Regions from separate parts of the Sus scrofa genome. Here all the other regions are linked to region 1. Evidence: chromatin contacts called from public HiChIP or PLAC-seq and promoter capture Hi-C data. All regions are on one chromosome and are shown on one strand. Each heading gives the region's core, a stretch centred on a gene start, on an enhancer-like site or on the middle of the called end of the contact. The rest is flanking DNA. Distances are from core to core; before and after follow the strand shown.

Region 1 (4,261 bases), core at 703-3,202:
GCTGTAACCCTGAGAAGCTGGGCTCTGGAAGCTGTCTGGACCGGGAATTCAGAATGTGCTCGTGCCCTCCCTCAACTACTCCTCACAAGCTAGGAAGCTGGTAATTCAACACGGCACGCTGAGTCTGGCTGCTGGACATCCCAGCCAATATCCACAACACTGTAGACTGGACACTGATATCTTGTGTACCTTCTCTGCCAACAGAAAACAGCTGAAAATAGCAAGGAGTGTACTGAAGAGCACGGCTAATGGACGCTGGTAAAGAGACACTTGCCTCACCTCTGCCTTTGAAATCACAGGCAAGTCATCTACTTGCTGGACCCTACCTACACAGCCAGAACTCTGGAAGAGCGTCTGGGAAATATTCTTTGCTTTCCGGTTTCTCCTACACCAGAAGGCACAGGTAGGCAGGAGTGTGAAGTGCCAAACTTCCATATCCAGCTCAGCAACTCTCAGTGTTGACCCCGACTCAGGCCTACGTCACTGACGTTTCCCCCCTTATTCTATCATGCCTTCTATGGACATTCTAAAAAGGCAAAAATCTAGTCAGTAAGATTGTAACTCTAAAGGTTTTAATATGCTAGAAAATATACAAATCAGCCACTCTGCTCACATCATTAGCATAGGGTAAATCACACTACCTCGTTACTTGTTAGGTATATTCTGACCCATTGAATTTTGAGCTCCTGAATGGCAGAAAGTGCATTAAATTCCTATTTGCATCTCCTGTTCCCATGCCTGCTTGGCCCAGAGGAGATGCACAGGTATTTGCAAAATTAAAAACTTTCATTCTTGACTTAGAAGCAGTAAACCAGAACTTCATGAGATACTGTACAGCAGCAGTAAAATCTGGTGGAGGCCGCATGACAGAGGAGTGGGGAAAGGGGGTTTTAGTCTCTCAGAGAAAACAGAGGTAGACCTGGCTAAGGAAGCTACCTGCTCTGTCTCTAGCCATTGGTGTCCTGGATTTCTTGATGGGAGGCTAAAGTCAATGATGCCTTCCTGCTATGAATCTTTTAGGGCAACAAAACATACCGGGATTCTATGGTGAGGTAACAAGGATGTGATAACAAGCTGATGCCTGGTAAGTCACATAAAGCCTCAGACGCAGTGTGCGCTTAAGAGCAGGAGGTTATTTATATTCCCCAATCAGTAGGATCTGATTAGTCGTAGCACATCAGGGGTGCTAACCCTAGGCCACAGTAGCAACAACTTCTAGTGGATTTGAGAACTAAAACAAAAACAAATAATAAGAACCTACTCCAGTAACTACCTACAGTAGACAGACACACAGCCAGCCAGCCAGCCAGCCAGCCACCCCTTTGCGCACAACCAGAAGGCGCTGGGCGCTCGGCTCCCGGTTTCTGGCCCACAAGGCCTACATGTTGCCGCCGCGGGTGCGGGTTTAATTTACCCCCCAGTGCTCTCGGGGGTGAGGGGGTACTCACCTCGCGCTCCGGGGCCCAGGCACCCGGGTCGGCCCCAAGGGTGAGCAAAGTGGCTCACAAGTCCTCTGGGGAGCCGGGTCGAACCTTGCGCGCTAGGTTTCCGGGTCGCGCATCGCCCCAGGCAGCGCCGGAGGCTGCAATTATTGCAAATACCGGGGCGCCGGTTGCCCGCAGCCCCGCCTTCTTCGCTCGGCGTAGGCGGTCCGGTGACGGAGACCCGCCGGGTGGTCCCTGCAGGGAGCCCGGGCGGGTCGGGGCCCAGCAGTAACTGGCCCCACGCGCTTTCCGCAGGTTTGGGGCTGCAGGGCGCGGACTCAGGCTCTGCGTGGGGCTAGGGGACCCGGAGGACAGCTGGCTCACTTCTCGGGACCTACGGGCGGCGCCGCCAGCCCCCGGGGACCGGACGAGCGCGCCTCCCTGGGAAGCTACGAGGATGGTGGCCCAGCGCGCGCCGACCCTGGCGTCGTCTCGCCCGGCGAGGACGAGCTCCTGGGCGAGGACGCGCAGCGCTGGCTCTTGAGCATCCAGGAGTGCGGCCCGGGCAGCGAATTGCTGGCTTTGTCGTCCCCCTCTACATTCTGAGTTTTAACCCCCGTCTTTAGAAGTGTCTTCTCCAGTGGGGCGGGAAGACGAGATTCTCTCTACTAGTGAACGACTAAGTGGGATAAAAGACTTGTTTGTCCTTCTCCCTTTTTTTTTTTTTAATTTTTTTTTTTTTTTGTCTTTTTTAGGGCTCCTCCCGCGGCATATGGAGCTTCCCAGGCTAGGGGTCCAATCGGAGCTGTGGCCTCAGCCTACACCACAGCCACAGCCACAGCCACACGGGTCTGCAACCTACACCACAGCTCAGGGCAACACGGATCCTTAACCCACTGAGCAAGGCCAGGGATCGAACCTGTCACCTCATGGTTCCTAGTCGGACCACTGAGCCACGATGGGAACTCCCTTTTATCGCTTCTTTAGCACTTGCCCTTCTTGCTGTATGGGTTTAGGTTTTCACCTGTTCATCAGCAGTTTGATTCTTTTGCATTTCGTTCTCCTTTCCATTACCTTGTCTTCCGTTCCTTTATAATCCTTCCTCCCCCCTTTAACTAAATGTGTGTATATGCGCGTGCGCCCTTTCGGGGGTAATTTTCATTTCCTTTAAGAAATAAAAATTGTCTTACCTGTTTTTCACCCTTTAACCAAGTGCCAATTTTAATCACCGTTTTTCAGGCAAGACGGACAATGTCACATAAATGTTTCCACTAGACAAAACCCACTCCTTCTCTCTCAGGTCCTCCTTTAGGAGAGAATGGATGAACTTCTTCAGAGCGCCTAAAATGATTATTTTTCTAAACAGAACACTTCCTCTCCTAAAGCTTGTAGAAGTTTCTAGTGACATCCAGCTTCCTCTTCCCGCAGGAATGAACTGTATTTTTCCTTATCTTTCAGTCATATGATCTTCATGATACATCACCCGATTTGATTAACACAACTTTGGAGAACAAGGAACTTTTGGCTAGCTTTACTTTGCTTTTATCATTTATAATGTTTTATAGTTTAGAGTTCTCTCTGAAAGAACTAACTCTGAGGAAACATTTGCTATTGTTAGAATCCATTTTGCAGTATCCATCACATGCTTATTTAGAATTCATTTTTTCATCGTTCACATATGCATGTAAGTACTTCATAAAATACTTAAAAGCTTCAGTGTTGTATTACTTCACTTGATAAGAAGTTATAGCATGTTGATTGATACATCAAAAGAAACCCAATCATTTGGCCCAGTTCCCTAATTTCACAAAGCAAAAAACTAAAATCCAAGACAAAGTGGATGATGTGGAGTCTAGGTAAAAAACCAAACTATAGGTGATCCAGTAGTGGAATATCTGGTCCAGAACCCTAAAGCAAATCATAATCAATGAACTCTTTAGGAATGCTAGTCAAAATGTCCTTTGCTTTCAGTTTTGACTCGTCTTCATCAAATGCATGTTCTTCCTCATACATAAAATGTTAGCCTTTCACTGTCCATTTCAAAATCTTCCTTGTTAATATTAAATACAGTTTGAAAACAAAAGATTGAGGAACTGCTCATTTATTATCTATATGTGCATTAAGTCACTTGGTCTTTTGAGGTAACAACAAAGAAAAAGCAAACATAAAACCCTAAAACAAAAAGAAAAACCTTCTCCCTAGTAATCTGTTATAGATAATTTTCTGATTCTGAGTCTAGAATTATCATCTATGAATTTAAAGTTTTTATTGAAACTCTTGTTTCTTGTTATATAATTCATTTCTGTTTACTTATCCAGAGATTATTTCTAAATTTCATGTTCTCTTGCCTGTTATCTTGGAATTTGATGAAGAAATCTATACTTAGTCTGTAAAGTATCTCTCAAACTGACAATACTGCAGTTTAGTTAACTATGTTTATTATGCCCATGTCAAATATTGCTTATTTTAATACAGATTTTTTAGACTAACAAAATAGTACTTGGTTATAAGTGATGACATACATTAAGTATAAACATCTGATGATTATATTTCTTTTATATAACAGATCAACAATAGTTCTGAATCTAAATTCCTTTTAATGTAAGTTATTGAAACCAAGCACCTTCCTGCCTTGGGTGTTCATTTTTTAAAAAAGTTATTATTATTCGAATGTCTTTTTTAGGGCTGCACCAAAAGCATATGGAAGTTCCCAAGCTAGGGGTCCAATCTCAGCTTCAGCCACCAGCCTATACCACAGCCACAGCAATGTCAGATCTGAGCTGCATCCTTGACCTACATGGCAACACTGGATTCTTAACCCATTGAGCGAGGCCAGG
Region 2 (4,261 bases), core at 922-3,421, 55 kb before region 1:
TGTTTTTGATGGTCTTTTAAAAAATCAAGTTCTTTCCTCTCTTGGGCTTTTACAACAGAAGTTTCCTTTACCTGCAATGCTTTGATCCCAAATATTTCCATGGTTGGCTTTTTTATATCACTGGGGTCTCAGCAGAAATGTCAGCTCTTCGGAGAGGCATTCCCTAATCAATCTAAAGTAACCCCTCCCTCAGTTCCTCTCACTTCATACTGTTTTACGTCTTCACTGCACTCACCACTATCCAAAATCTCCTTGTTCATATATCGTTTACCTGTTTATTTTCTGTCTTTGCTACAACTTAAGCTCCATGAGAACAGGGATTTTGCCCGTCTATTTTAACCACTGCATTCACAATGCCTGGCAAAACAGCAGATTCCCTAAAAATACTTGATGAGTTCCTGTCCCTGACCAAGCCACTCACCGTCTCCAACTCACAGCTGTGGGCTTACTATTGCTCGACTTAGTTCTGAGTATAGACAATACAAAAGCGAATAAGGCATGGCTCCTTAAATTCTCATCCATTTATTCTTTCAATAAATATTTTCTGAACTTATATTGTACTATCTTCCAGCCACTGCTCAATATCAGTGTTTAGTTCCCTCGTCAGTAAAATGGTGTTCTGTTAACCAACTCGATCTTACAGGGTGTATAAACAAGACGATATGAAAATATACAAAATGGGAAGTGCTATAAAAATGTTACTTTATAAATTGCTATTACTGCTCCTGCCTCTTTCCTTTTGTCTGGTACTGGGCAGGAGCTTAAGAGAGTCAACTGACAAAAGTCAACAGTATAATAAATTCTAGTACTCAAGGGAGGTAATAAATAGGAATACCCTTTCTGTAGTCACATGGTGACTAAAAAGTCGGGTGCACGAATTCTTTATCTGTGATAGTAATAGGTGTTAATTTCCCACACCTCCGTTGCACAAATAACAATACCACTGATCCCTATTAACGTTAGGGAGTGGGGTGTGACCTCTTTTGGTGCCACCCAAGCCAATCATCCCCCTCCAATACCCCATCTGATTTTTCATCGACTATAGGACACACACCGAGCGGCGTCAGTGACCAGGTTTGGGCCTGTACAACTCTTATAAGGGCTCCTGAATGATAAGCCTGACACATGGTACCTGTACAACTGTCCTCGACCCTTCGAAAGCACCAATCTAAAGCGCTTGTCCACCGTGATAAAGCTGAAAGAAATAGGCGAGGCGAGAGCCCTGTGAGGAGGCAGGTGAGCCTTCCCAGGATCAATCCTGGAACCCATCTCCAACCACCGGAGCTCACGAAGTTTCATGTGTAGATATTTACCGGTTAATATCGGCACCGGTGAATGTCTGCGGTTAATAAAACTAACTTTTCACTCAGTCTTTTCTGACCTCTTCCTTCTTCCTTGCGAATGCCGGGAAAATGAGAGAAAGAAACGGAGGAGGAAGGGAGAGACTAAAGAAGAGAGATGTGGGGTGAGGGAGGAGAGAACCCAGTCAGGGAGAGGGAGAAAAAGATCTGTGGCTGGTTCCCCAGCGCCGGGTAAAGGGGCAGATGGACGCGCCTCTGAACTAACGGAGGAAAAGGCTGCGGGACTTGGGCCCAAGGTGAGAGTACAGAAAACTGGGCCATACCTACCACTCCTTCGGCATCCTCCACGACCCCGGGCGCGGCCCTTACGCCCAGCAACCGCCGCGAAAATCTCGAGCAGCTCTGGAGCAAACGCCGCCGGACCTCGGAGCGCGCGGTGGGCAGCTCGGACGCCGGCGTCTGGGCGGGGCCGGGAGAGGGGCGTGGCCGGGCGAGGGGCGGGGCTAATAGCAACGGGGCGGAGCTGGAGGGGCGGGGCTGACGCGTTTAATTGGTCGTGGTCCGCCCCCATCTGGGAAGCTAGAGGGCACTATGGTTCACTGGGTCCGCCTGGTGTTGTTTTCAGTCTCTTCAGCCCTTTTCTTTCCGTATCTCTTCTGAATATTGATCAACTGTAGACCAATATTGTTGTAGGAGTCCAGGGATACAGTCGACCCCTGTAACGTCAAAACTCACGTCATGTTGCTCCTTAAATCGTCTTAAATTTAGTGCAGTCTTGGGAATTCCCAGGTGTGGCTCAGCAGGTTACCAACAGGGCTAGTATCCATGGGGATGCTGGTTGGATCCCTGGCCTCCCATAGTGGGTTAACATCTGGTGTTGCTGTGAGCTGTGGTGTAGGTCGCAGACGTGGCTTTCGGGGTCCATGGTGCTGTGGCTGTGGCATAGGCCTGCTGATTCAAGCCCTAGCCTGGGAACTTCCATATGCCACAGGTGTGGCCCTAATAAGCAAAAAGACAAATCAAAACAAAATTAATGCAGTCTTAACAGAGCTTGGCGTTTGGGGTCACGACTGAGTTAAAGTTTAGCACTGCCACTTTATAGCTATGGGACCACATAATCTACCCAAGCTTCGGTTTTCTTATCTGTAAAGGATGTGGTGGTGTTGTGAGACTAAAAGAACTGATGCGTGGCAAGTGTCTGGAACAGGACTTGATACAAAGTAAACACTCAATATCCTGTTATCACTATAAACCTTTTTTTTTTTTTCCCTCGCACGAAATCTTAGGTGGAACCTTTCATATGAAACAAAGGAAAGCAGAGTTGCTCTTTTAAAGATGGTCCCAGAAGCTTTGGGTTCTCATTCCCATAGGTGGTCTTCAAGTTTCCTCTAATGGAATCCCCAAGCTTGCTAAAACAGATGAAAACAACTGTTATTGGAGAAAGTCCAAACTTAGAAAGTCAAACTGACCTTTTCTATTTTTTTCTCCTGATACTCCAAACAACCTCTTCTCCTGCACACACTGTATTCCTCCTTGCCTTCATGTTTTTTCTAAAGTCATTCTATCGGGAGCGGGAGTGCTCCTTTTCTCCTTATTTATCATTTAAGATATGACTCAAATTACAACTCTTTCTTGGGTGACTGAATAAGAGATTCTTTTTTTTAATTTAATTTAATTTAATTTTATTTATTATTATTTTTTTTGGTCTTTTTTTTTTTTGCTATTTCCTTGGGGCGCTCCCGCGGCATATAGAGGTTCCCAGGCTAGGGGTCAAATTGGAGCTGTAGCCACTGGCCTACGCCAGAGCCACAGCAACACAGGATCCGAGCCGCGTCTGCGACCTACACCACAGCTCACAGCAATGCCGGATCGTTAACCCATTGAGCAAGGGCAGGGACCGAACCCGCAACCTCATGGTTCCTAGTCGGATTCATTAACCACTGCGCCACGAAGGGAACTCCAAGAGATTCTTTTTTACTGTAACCTCCTCCTACCTTCAGCATGGTGTAGACAGCTCAGAAAGGACTGAGTCATTTTCTCTCTTGTTTTAGGAAAGCTCACAGTTTTTTGTGATTACAGGGTTAAGGAAATGCTTTGTTCTCATGGTAGGTAAGGAAAAAACAAGTAGATCCCCAAGGATACTGGGAAGAAGGACCTTTGAGAGGAGTCTGACGGCCTCCAGGGCTCTGCTCTGTGCCCCATATGCAATACAGTGCTGGAGGTCAAATCCTTTCCTTTTAAGGAAAATGGAGGGCACATTAACAAACATGAGTTTTGGAATTCTGACCAGGTCAGAGGGCTTGGGCCATATTTAATTTAGAGTAGTCAACTGAAACATGTGCTATTACTTGCTCCCAAAATGGCATGAAGCAATTTCCATTTGTTAAACAGGACTAAATTATTCATATAGAACATTCATACAGAAATATGGTGTTCTGAAACATTTAAAAATAATGTCCACTGATTTAAAGACAATATGGTGCAAATGTAATAATAATCACTTGAAAAACATCTAGAGAAACATCCAAAGCCTCTTTTCTGGTAAAAAAAAAATAAAAAATAAGTTAAAATAATTAAATTGGTAATATTTGTAAATGCCATTAAAAGCAAAAACTTTTGAGGAGCAAAGAGAACCTTTTCATGAGAGCAGTTTTCACCAAGTGATATGAAAGTAGATTCAAAAATATTTTCTTTTTCTTTTTTTTTTTTTTAATCTTTTTTAGCTATTTCTTGGGCCACTCCTACGCCATGTGGAGATTCCCAGGCTAGGGGTCGAATCGGAGCTGTAGCTGCCAGCCTATGCCAGAGCCACAGCAACGCGGGATCCGAGCCGCATCTGCAACCTACACCACAGCTCACGGCAACGCCGGATCCTTAACCCACTGAGCGAGGCCAGGGACCAAACCCGCAACCTCATGGTTCCTAGTCGTATTCGTTAACCACTGTGCCACGACGGGAAC
Region 3 (4,261 bases), core at 547-3,046, 35 kb before region 1:
TTTTTAGGGCCACACCATATGGAAGTTCCCAGGCTAGGGGTCCAATCGGAGCTACAGCTGCCGGCCTGTGCCATAGCCACAGCAACACCAGATCCAAGCCACACCTTCGACCTACACCACATCTCACGGCAACGCTGGATGCTTAACCCACTGAGCAAGGCCAGGGATCAAACCCGCAAGTTTATGGTTCCTAGTCGGATTTGTTTCTGCTGCACCACAATGGGAACTCCAGAAAATCGTTTTTAATGATTCAATAATTTCATTAATTTGATGTTAGGAAATTTCCTGGAAAGAAAACATGAATCTGTTCAGAAAGTAATCACAAGCAGAGGAACGTAAAACGAATTCACCTTTGTGCTGGCCCATCCCTTGCCCGCGAGGAAAGCCATGACCAACGTGCAGAGTCCTCCAGACCCAGGAAAACCAAAATACGTGCTGCTAAACACAGCCAGCACTGCCAGCCCCAGGACCAGGTACGCTCTCTTCCATACGAGCTTGTCCTTGAGGAGAAAAGGGGCTGGTTAGTGCAATTATTTCAGACAACTGATTTCTATTTATTGATTTCTCCATATTCAGGACTTGGTAGGAAATAAAAATGTCCTTTGTCTGTGCACATGAATGCATGATATAACATTTACTTTCTTTTCCTTAGTAAAAATAGAATTAGCCCACGTACAAATGTAGGTTCCTCTCCAGGGATGCCAGTTATTTTTCTCTGTAGTTATCAAAGCAGAATTTTACAGCGCTAAATGGAAGAGCAGGAAGAAGCATATGGGCTTTGGAGTCAGACAGACCAGGGTTAAAATTCTCTCTTTTACACCATGGGCGTATGCAGTTGGCCACATTACTTCCAAGCTTCCGTTCCTTCTTCCTGAAAGCAGTTACATCACAGGGATTCTGTCAAGGCTAAAAATATATCTCTACTATTTTGAGGCGCTTTCTGTTCACTCTTTAATGTGGTGCTCTCCTGGTTTTTCTTTCTAAATCCTTGAGTACCAAGAAGCTTTAATAGCCTCTAGACTGATAGTAGTGTTTTGTTATTGTTGATTTTTGAAGTCTAAGAAATGCGGACTTTTTTATTTTTACTTTTCCCTGTTCAGCCTTTTAAACTTCTTGATCACTTTAGAAGGAAGGCAGGACTTAAGAAATCGTGACTTGGAGGCATGCAGGCTCTGGCCTGGGTTACCTGAGTTCATTCCCAGGTGCACTGCTTTCCAGCTATATGACCTTGTTTAACTCACTTCTGCCCAAGCCTCATTTTCCTCATCAGTAAAAATGGTCATATTAATAGTATGCTCTTCAAGTGCTATGGTGTGGGTTGCACTAGATCAGCACTTTCCAACAGAACATTCCGTGACGACGGGAATTTCTGTATTGGCACTGTCTATGGAAATGTCCTTTATCTGCAACGGCCACAGGCAGCTAGTGGCTGCTATACTGAATGAGAGCACGTTATTGTACTTACAACATACTTTATACACAGTAAACACTAATACGTAAGCTACTATTTTTCTCTTTCTTTTGCTGTTTAATTAGAAAATTTTATAATTTTCTTTTATGCATCTATAAAATCTTCTATAGACAATCTCACGTGGAGCTTTTTGGAGCACATTAAAATTCAAACCAACATACATTCTGATAATGTTAGTTCTACTTTAGTTAATTTCTTTCTGTGTGTGTGTGTGTGTGTGTGTGTGTGTGTGTGTGAGATTTTGCCTTTTCTAGGGCCGTACCTGTGGCATATGGAGGTCCCCAGGCTAGGGGTCTAATCCGAGCTGTAGTTGCTGGCCTATGCCAGAGCCACAGCAACTTGGGATCTGAGCTGCATCTTCGACCTTCCCCATAGCTCATGGCAATGCCAGATCCTTAACCCACTGAGCGAGGCCAGGGATGGAACCTGCAACTTCATGGTTCCTAGTCTGATTCGTTAACCACTGAGCCATGATGGGAAATCCTACTTTAGTTAATTTCTAACTACATTCAAAATGCTCTGAAATCTCAAAATAATGCCAGTTCTCACAGGAAAAAAAGACTTTCATGTGATAATTCTGAGAGACTTAAGTGGGTAAAGGAGAATAAAACCTTTTTTTTTAATTAAGATATCATTGGGTATAGTGAAAAACTTTGATATCTTTGGTGAGAAATATTGGACTATATTACAACGACATGTTAAGGTCTATCTATTTGATAGTATTAGAATCTAAGGTATTTTGATACTGTAGAAGAATTTAAGGTATTTGGATACTTAAAAAGGTGGGGGGCCCAAAAGCCATTTTATATTCTGATTTAGTTGAGTACTACGAATAATAATAAAAACAAATAAAATTTTAAAAGACACGTATTAGTTTAGAATTGATATTATCTGTTTCACAGTGAAATTTGAAGTATACAGAATACAGAGAAAAAAATTCCAGGACTGCATTAAAATCTTATGTATCCAGCCCTTTTCATAAACCCTATGGACAGCACCGATATTGCAATTAGCAGTATTAAATTGGGGGCCCATTCTTCTAAATCACATACTTCACATCAGCTTTCAGGGGTGTTCTAGAATGCTTCCCCAATGACATTTTTTTATTTTTTCATTTTTTGGCCGCCCCACGGCATATAAAGTTCCCAGGCCAGGGACCAGATTCAAGCCATAGTTTCAACCTAAGCCACAGCTGTGGCAAGGCTGGATCCTAAACCCAATGTGCTGGGTTAGGGATTGAACCTGCGACCCAGCACTCCCAAGATGCCTCCTATCCCACTGTGACACAGTGGAAACTCCTCCAATGACATTTTAGAGCATGACTTTTCCACAGATTATTTATTTTACCTGGTCACTGCTTGGAAAATACTGAATAAAAAATCCAAGAAGGAATCCAGCTGCCATCCCAATTACAACCTCCAAAACTCCCTTGAGGACATTAAAAACTGTGGAACCTTAAAAATACATAAGAAGAAAAACTTCAGACAGAATTCTAAATCCATAAATACACAGCCTTTAATCAACAACATAAAGCGTCTGATTTACATAGAAGGAAAAGTTCATAGATATTTCCTGCTCTCCACATTCTTAACTATATGTGAGTTAGAATGTCTCACATATAAAATGGGCTTATATTGAGAAAGATATGTATATTGTATCTGTATATTGGAGATAAATTTCAAAACTAGCATAAGCTATGATTTGTGTATCTTTTCCTTGTTTACTTCAGTATGTATCTACTTTATTACTAAAAAATATGAAAGATTGGCACAACACTGTAAATCAACTATAATAAAAATAAAATTTCATTATTGTAGAAAAAAGAAAATATGAAAGATAAAATTCATGAATCAGAGCTAATATGTTCTAATACATTATATGCATAGGCTAGGTAAATAGATCTAATATTCAAATTACCATTTAAGAGCTTGATTTTTTTTTTTTTTTTTGTCTTTTCTTGTCTTTTTGCCATTTCTTGGGCCGCTCCTGCGGCATATGGAGGTTCCCAGGTTAGGGGTCGAATTGGAGCTGTAGCCACCAGCCTACGCCAGAGCCACAGCAATGAGGGATCTGAGCCGCGTCTGCGACCTACACCACAGCTCACGGCAACGCTGGATCCACAGCTCGAACCTGCAACTTCATGGTTCCTAGTCGAATTTGTTAACCACTGCACCACAACGGGAACTCCGAGAGCTTGATTTTTTAATAATAAATGCACATTGATCTTAGTACCTCTAAAAATGTCTAGAATGTAGTAACTTAAGAATTCGGTAATTAAAGTCAAGACTACAATGAAGGTAGGGGACTTACCCCTTCTCAATGTTATTTCTAAGAGTAAATCTGAAAACAAATTATTTTTTTAATTTCTTTAAAGTATTGTTGATTTACAATATTGTGCCAATTTCTGTAATACAGCAAATTAACTCAGTTACACACACACACACACACATATATATACATTCTTTTTTTTAAATGTTATTTTCCATCATAATCTATCCCAGGAGATTGGATATAGTTCCCTGTGCTATATCCTATAATAATAAGTAGGACTTTATTGTCTATTCATTATAAATGTAATAGTTTGCTTCTATTAATCCCGAACTCCTCGTCTATCTCCCTCCCCTCCCCCCTCCCTGAAAACAAATTATTTTTGAAATTGCTCTTGGAATAATCTTTATTTGTTGCTTAGCTTCTTTGAAATGTAATATAGAGGTAAGTAAACTATTCCCCCATGCTGCCCCATCATAGCAAACAGAATATCAGAAATTTTAATTTCAAAAAATCTTTGTT

What was found. Promoter capture Hi-C pulls out the DNA fragments that hold promoters and counts their contacts. HiChIP or PLAC-seq counts read pairs in DNA pulled down with a chosen protein or histone mark.
Region 2: a contact with region 1 is called in a promoter capture Hi-C map of liver, with 2.2 times the contacts expected there. The contact joins the promoter of SLC9B1 here to the promoter of SLC9B2 in region 1. A contact is called at or near these places in 1 of 5 promoter capture datasets (liver), 4 of 47 Hi-C or Micro-C datasets (epiblast stem cells, fetal heart ventricle and liver) and 1 of 2 datasets of contacts at active chromatin or transcription factors (skeletal muscle).
Region 3: an H3K27ac HiChIP or PLAC-seq map of skeletal muscle shows a contact between it and region 1. The contact joins the enhancer-like site here to the promoter of SLC9B2 in region 1. A contact is called at or near these places in 5 of 47 Hi-C or Micro-C datasets (epiblast stem cells, fetal heart ventricle, heart right ventricle and 2 more) and 1 of 2 datasets of contacts at active chromatin or transcription factors (skeletal muscle).

The regions. Positions count from the first base shown.
Region 1 is chr8:117,994,468-117,998,728 of Sscrofa11.1, reverse strand. SLC9B2 (mitochondrial sodium/hydrogen exchanger 9B2) reads right to left here and starts at 1,952. Exons shown (of 11, transcript XM_021100729.1): 1 at 1,449-1,952. It overlaps BDH2 (3-hydroxybutyrate dehydrogenase type 2), which reads right to left. Exons shown (of 10, transcript XM_003129285.5): 10 at 3,510-4,261.
Region 2 is chr8:118,050,001-118,054,261 of Sscrofa11.1, reverse strand. It overlaps SLC9B1 (sodium/hydrogen exchanger 9B1), which reads right to left and starts at 2,171. Exons shown (of 13, transcript XM_013989374.2): 1 at 1,629-2,171.
Region 3 is chr8:118,029,791-118,034,051 of Sscrofa11.1, reverse strand. It overlaps SLC9B2 (mitochondrial sodium/hydrogen exchanger 9B2), which reads right to left. Exons shown (of 11, transcript XM_021100729.1): 9 at 2,819-2,925; 10 at 351-500. Among named protein-coding and RNA genes, the nearest start is that of SLC9B1, 20 kb to the left of the region's middle. Within about 2 kb of position 1,796, at least 3 of the 83 cell types and tissues checked have an H3K27ac peak or open chromatin away from gene starts, as enhancers often do. A contact at or near this core is called in skeletal muscle, where this site is marked.